Linked DNA regions of Sus scrofa: region 2 is linked to region 1. Evidence: chromatin contacts called from public HiChIP or PLAC-seq data. All regions are on one chromosome and are shown on one strand. The core of a region is the stretch at or near the end of the contact, and the rest is flanking DNA. Distances in the headings are between cores, read along the strand shown. Region 1 overlaps THADA (thyroid adenoma-associated protein). Region 2 has its middle 170 kb from the start of ZFP36L2.

What was found. HiChIP or PLAC-seq counts read pairs in DNA pulled down with a chosen protein or histone mark.
Region 2: a contact with region 1 is called in an H3K27ac HiChIP or PLAC-seq map of skeletal muscle. The contact joins two enhancer-like sites. A contact is called at or near these places in 3 of 47 Hi-C or Micro-C datasets (embryonic fibroblasts, epiblast stem cells and skeletal muscle) and 2 of 2 datasets of contacts at active chromatin or transcription factors (alveolar macrophages and skeletal muscle).

The regions. Positions count from the first base shown.
Region 1 is chr3:96,971,565-96,974,328 of Sscrofa11.1, reverse strand. It overlaps THADA (thyroid adenoma-associated protein), which reads right to left. Exons shown (of 40, transcript XM_021088406.1): 28 at 2,257-2,348. Among named protein-coding and RNA genes, the nearest start is that of THADA, 100 kb to the right of the region's middle. Within about 2 kb of position 1,283, at least 9 of the 83 cell types and tissues checked have an H3K27ac peak or open chromatin away from gene starts, as enhancers often do. A contact at or near this core is called in skeletal muscle, where this site is marked.
Region 2 is chr3:97,364,296-97,367,063 of Sscrofa11.1, reverse strand. No RefSeq gene overlaps it. Among named protein-coding and RNA genes, the nearest start is that of ZFP36L2, 170 kb to the right of the region's middle. Within about 2 kb of position 1,278, at least 20 of the 83 cell types and tissues checked have an H3K27ac peak or open chromatin away from gene starts, as enhancers often do. A contact at or near this core is called in skeletal muscle, where this site is marked.

The DNA.
Region 1 (2,764 bases), core at 34-2,533:
TAGGGGACAGGTATATAAACATTTTGACCAAAAGTGGCATAATTAAATAAACTACAGCTAAAAGAACCATAACAAATAATGGCAAGTGTAAGACACTCAAAGTTTCGCAAAGCAAATCCAGTGGATGCTGCCAAGAAATATACCCTTTAAGGATTAAACAGAGAATAAAAGCATTGTCTATGTAATGAGATATACCAACCTTCAGATTACTGAAATAAAAACTCTTACCAAAGATGCTCATCACATTAAAAAATTAACTTCTTAATGCCTTCATTTCACTTTTTAGCTTTTACTCAAAACAATTACGTGACTATTCCATTTCCCTCTTTCTAGGAAAGCTATATATTTTGTAACCTTCCTTATTTGAGAGGAATGAAGTTATAATGGGGTTGCCATAAGCATGCTGTGGCAAAGAGACTAGGACTATGTGCTTTTATGTGCTACTCTTCCACCCTGTTTCAGATGTAACCTATGCAAAATGAATCTGATCATTTTCTCCTGTACATAGTAAAACTTGTATACACATCCAAGAATCATTCTCTTCATAAAAAGTAAAAGAGAAAAAAAGCATTTCTTCATTTTTTGAATTCAGCTTTAAACATCAATTTCACTTGCTTGATAAACCTCATACCGTATTTTATTTACACTACTTATCATGGCCTTACATTATAATATGACCAAACTGTTTTAAACCTTAGCACAACTGAATTATTAACAAAATAAACAAACCTAAAAAGAAACACATATCAGCGATTTCAACCTAGTGACAGGAAGAATTTATTTAGGAATCAGCTAAATAGTAAAAATCATCTTTTTACTAATCATCCTTTCAAAGGAATAATGTGATCGTTATGAAAAATACAACTCAGCTGAAAAAAAAAAAAACTTCTCTAGCCTTTCCTTAATATACTCAAGGGATTCACACATTTATAGCCAACTGCTTTCCATTTAAATATTTATTGAATTTTATAGGGTGATATGTAGCAATTTAAATGACAATTCAGAACTACCAGAAGGTTTCACCAGAATTACTTATAGTGTATTACAAAATTATTTCATGATATTTTCTAATTCCTAAGACCTAGTTCCATCATAAGAATATATATATATATATATATATATGCTTTTTAGGGCTGCAAATGTGGCGCATGGAAGATCCCAGGGTAGGGGTTGAATCAGAGCTGCGACTGCTGGCTTACACCACAGCCACAGCCATGCCAGATCCAAGCTGCGTCTGTGACCTCCACCACAGCTCATGGCAATGCCAGATCCTTAACCCACTAAGTGAGGCCAAGGATCAAACCAGCATCTTCATGGTTATCGGTTGGATTCATTACTGCTGAACCACAACAGGAACTGCCAAGAATACATATTTTAATAAACAACAGATTAAAACTGAAATTAAAAGTGCGATCATCCACTTTTTTAGGTAGGAGAGGAATGGAGCTTGATTTATCTCTAGTTCATCCAGAGGAAGACCACTGGGCCAAATCAGATCCTGAAGTTAAAAGTAATTAAGCATGCAGCGACAGTGACATCTAGTGTTAACTCATGCAAGCCACTAGACTACCATTAAAACCAGCCTAAGTACTAAAGAAACTATTCAAAGCTTCTCTTTAAAAACCACCAAACAGAACTTATGCATTGTATCTAAAAATTCCTCATAATCAAAGTGTTTCAGTAAGTTTTTTTCCAGACATTTAAAAAAAAAAACCTTAACAGAAAAACCTCTTAGGGAACAAACACAACAAAGACCTAAAAGTAAACAAGCACTGTTTATCCCGTGTGGCCAACATTTGCAACTGCTCACCTTGGTGAGAGCTTAATGCAATGTAATCTGGGGCGTGTTCTGATGAGCACATCATAAACATTTAAACTTCCAGTTACTATAAAAGCAACAATATGGCACGAGCCAGTACTTGATGACATATCAAGAAAAAGCAATTTAAGACATCTCGGGAATACTCGAAGAAGATGCAAATCAACAAAACTTTAGCTGTTGCACTGGGAAACGAGCTCTACATTTCAAGTCCTTGCTACCTTGCTATATTTTTGTTGCTCTGAAAGGTCCACTTATTTAAACAGTAGATATTTTTACCCAAGGGTTTAGAACTTGGCAGCATAGATTAATTTACTATAGTGTTTTTATAGTTATATACTCTAGAGGAATCTATAAAAGTAAGTGAAATTCCAAAAATTATTTTTGGCCACGACAATATTTTGTAAAAAGGGAAGTTAGCATTAGATGAAGCTTACCTATTTTTTTTGGAAAGTTCATCCTTTCCCTTTTTAACTCCAAATATCCTTGTGATCAAGGTACTGAAGAGAAGCGTGGATGAATTTCTCACCTAATGTAAAAATGTATATACAATAAAGGTTAAGACATATTCATGGCATAACACCAACATTTACAATGTTAAAACTAGATATTCAAAATCATTACCCAATTTCCTAGTGGAGGGCTAAAGGAGATATGGTCTCTATTCATAAAATAAGACAATTTTCACTAACTTTGTAGTAATTCCCTCTATGACTTCCTCTCAAACTGAGCTCTATAGTCTAACCACATCCACACAACACAGCTTTTTTCATACTTCTAATATTACCACCAACTGTTTTATTTCTTTGTGCTTATATCATCGAATAACACTTTAAAAAAAAGTTAATTTTTCCACAACATTTCTGATGATGAATAATACCCCAGTAAAAAGCTCAGCTCTCTCCATCTATTTTCTGTAGTCATCTGCCTATGAGAAAATATAAG
Region 2 (2,768 bases), core at 29-2,528, 390 kb before region 1:
GACTTTTGACCACAAAAGCCATTTATTAAAGCTCAACGAAAATCATTCTCTATCTCAGTTAATGGCAACTTCATCCCTTCAGTTGCTCCGGCCAAAACCTTGGACTTGACCTTGAGTCTTTTCTTGAGACCCCATAGTCAGTCCAAGAATCCCATCAGCTGGATTCCAACTTATTCCAGAACCCAATCACCTTGCCCCATGTCTGCTCTGGCATCTCTTGCCCAAGTAATTTCCACAGCCTTCTACCTGCTGTCGCTGCCCCACAGAGCAGCCAGGGCATGAGGTGGGTGGTGATGGAGGCTCTGCCACTGACCCCCGCATGTGCTCAGGACGCTCCTGTTCAGATTTGATCTCATCTTGGCTGGTCCAACACGAAGAGCGGCTCATTCGTCACATGCAAATTGAGACTCCTTATGGATACCTTTACAAAGTATCACACATCCCCCAGATTCTTCAGATCTCACATCCTAATTTGGGGTTTGTGTAATGTACTGTCCTTACAGGGACTCCTCCCCAGCATGAAGACTTTGAGCTGTGAGCCAGATTGAGAAACAGCAATCCGGGGGCCCCTCCAACATGCTGAGACCAGGGCCTGCGGAGCCCCAGGACCACACTGGAATCTGCTGTGGGATGATTCTGCAACAGATGTGGTGATGCAACAGCTGTGCATGAATGACATGGGAAAGCTGGGCCTCTACCCCCCAGGGGACCCTTCCACCATGCCCTCTTAGCAAGAGACAGCTCCTCCTGGGAGCTTAGATCAGGACTCATCTTTCTGTGGGACCCCAGGCCCCATTCCGGGTGATGTGGGCAGAAACAGGTCTTTGCTAGGACTCTGGAGCGTGAGGCTGGGGACCCGTGTGTGATGATGCGCCCCGCCCCTCACCTCACACAGCTCTTCCAACCTGGAGGCGACGGTGACCAGGCTCAGCCTCCCCTGATGGCCCCCCTACCCCAGCCCTATCTCCCTTCAAGGCCGAGCCCTGCAGTGGGCCTCAGAGGGCAGCTCTCCTGGGCTTGTTTTTGCCGAGTCTTGTTTTCCAAGCCACTGCCAATGGACCGGACACCCTGGCTGTAGCTGAGTAGCCCCATATCAGGGCTCGGAGGAGCCAGGCCGTCTTGCCCAACTGAGGACTGGAGGCTGAGAGGAGGCGGCCCTGAGCCCGTTGTCGCCCAGCAGGTCCACAGCAGAAGGGAGATCAGAAGCCAGGTCTGTGTTTCAGTGCAGGCCAGGCCTGCTGGGAAAGGCATCTGGCAGGGAGGGAAGGGAGCACGGGTGGCTCTCAGGCTGGGGCGCCAGGGCCAGCAGCTCTCCTCAGCCCCAACTTAGCCGTAAGCCTGCCCTGGTCCACTCCCTGCCAGCCACCAGCCATGCCTCCTGTCTTCATGGCCCCTGCCAGAGGCTTCCTGCTTCTGCAGCCTTGCATTCCCCCAACTCTTGGCTGCTGCCTTTACTGGCTCCAGGCAGGAGAAGCAGAGCTGGAGGGGAGACGAGGTCTGCGCCGACTCGGCCAGTCTCACTTCCAGTCAGCCCGGCTGCCCTCCCCTTGACAGACTTCCTAGAAGTCACCCCCACCCCCTTCCCCACCCCCACCCCTGCTTCCCCCACCCTGACTCAGCCCATAAATTTCCCGGGGAGGGTCGCTGACTCAGCCAGGAAGCCCAGAGCCCACCCTACCCCCGACCCCAGGCCTCAACCCCACAGCTGGCTCTCATTCCAGAGTGCTTGGTCCCCTCCCCTCAGGAAATTCCTGGAAAATATCAGGCTTCTTCAAGGGGCGATCTCCTGACCACGGCCGCAGCAGGGAAGGGAGCCGCTGCAGCCTCATCCATCACCCAGCCGTGTGTCTGTGTGGAGATGTTGGTCACCACAAAGTGACAGCACCTGGTCTTGGAGGGACAGCAGGGGGCGGAGGAGAGGCCAGTGTCGGGTGGGCACTTGGGCCAGGCGGCTGGGAGGTGCGACTAGTCCTGGGTCGGGAAGGATGCTAAGTGGAGAGAAGCGAGGGCGCTCCAGGCCCGGGAACAGCGTGAGCAAAGGCACAGAGGTGGAAGCAGCCCAGTGTGCATGTGGGTTGGGAAGGGAGCTGGGCGCACTGGGCTGCTTCCACCTCTGTGCCTTCGGCTGGAGGGGTGGCCACAGCGCCAGGCTGAGGAAATTGCAGTGGATCTCCAAGTCCCAGGCCCCAGAACCTTGGGGGGGGGGGAGTGGTCTGGAGCATGGGAGGGGATGGGGTAGCGATGACTGAGAAGAGAGCCACAGAAGTGACTCTTGAGCAGCTGGCCGCAAGAAACACTGGGCTCTGCAACACCCATCCAGGGCCCTCCTTGGGCTCCCAGGGCCGGCTCAGACCTGGGGGTGGGGCAGGGCCTCTGGGTCCTCACACTCTAGTCAGATGGCAGAGGCAGTCAAGGAAGCCAGCCTGAGGGCATCGAGAGAGCTGCCAGTCTATACACGAGAGGGACAGGCATTCCAGGCCCTTGTCCTTCCTCTGGACCCAAGTGCCCCACGAATTCCTTCCTTGGGAACTCCATTAGTTTGGGAGGAAAAGCCAGTTCCAGTCTGCAGATAAAACACCCCTTTTTTCTTTTCTTTCTTTCTTTTTTTTTTGGTCTGCTTCCCCTCAGACAATAACAACTTTTTAAAGCACAAAAATTCCTGCCCAGCTTCCCCTCAGGAAGGATGGCTGGGTGATGTGGCTGTAGCTATAGCAACAGAGTCGCCGAGGAGAGAAACAAAGTCAGCTAGCGGACCCAAGGGGTGCGGC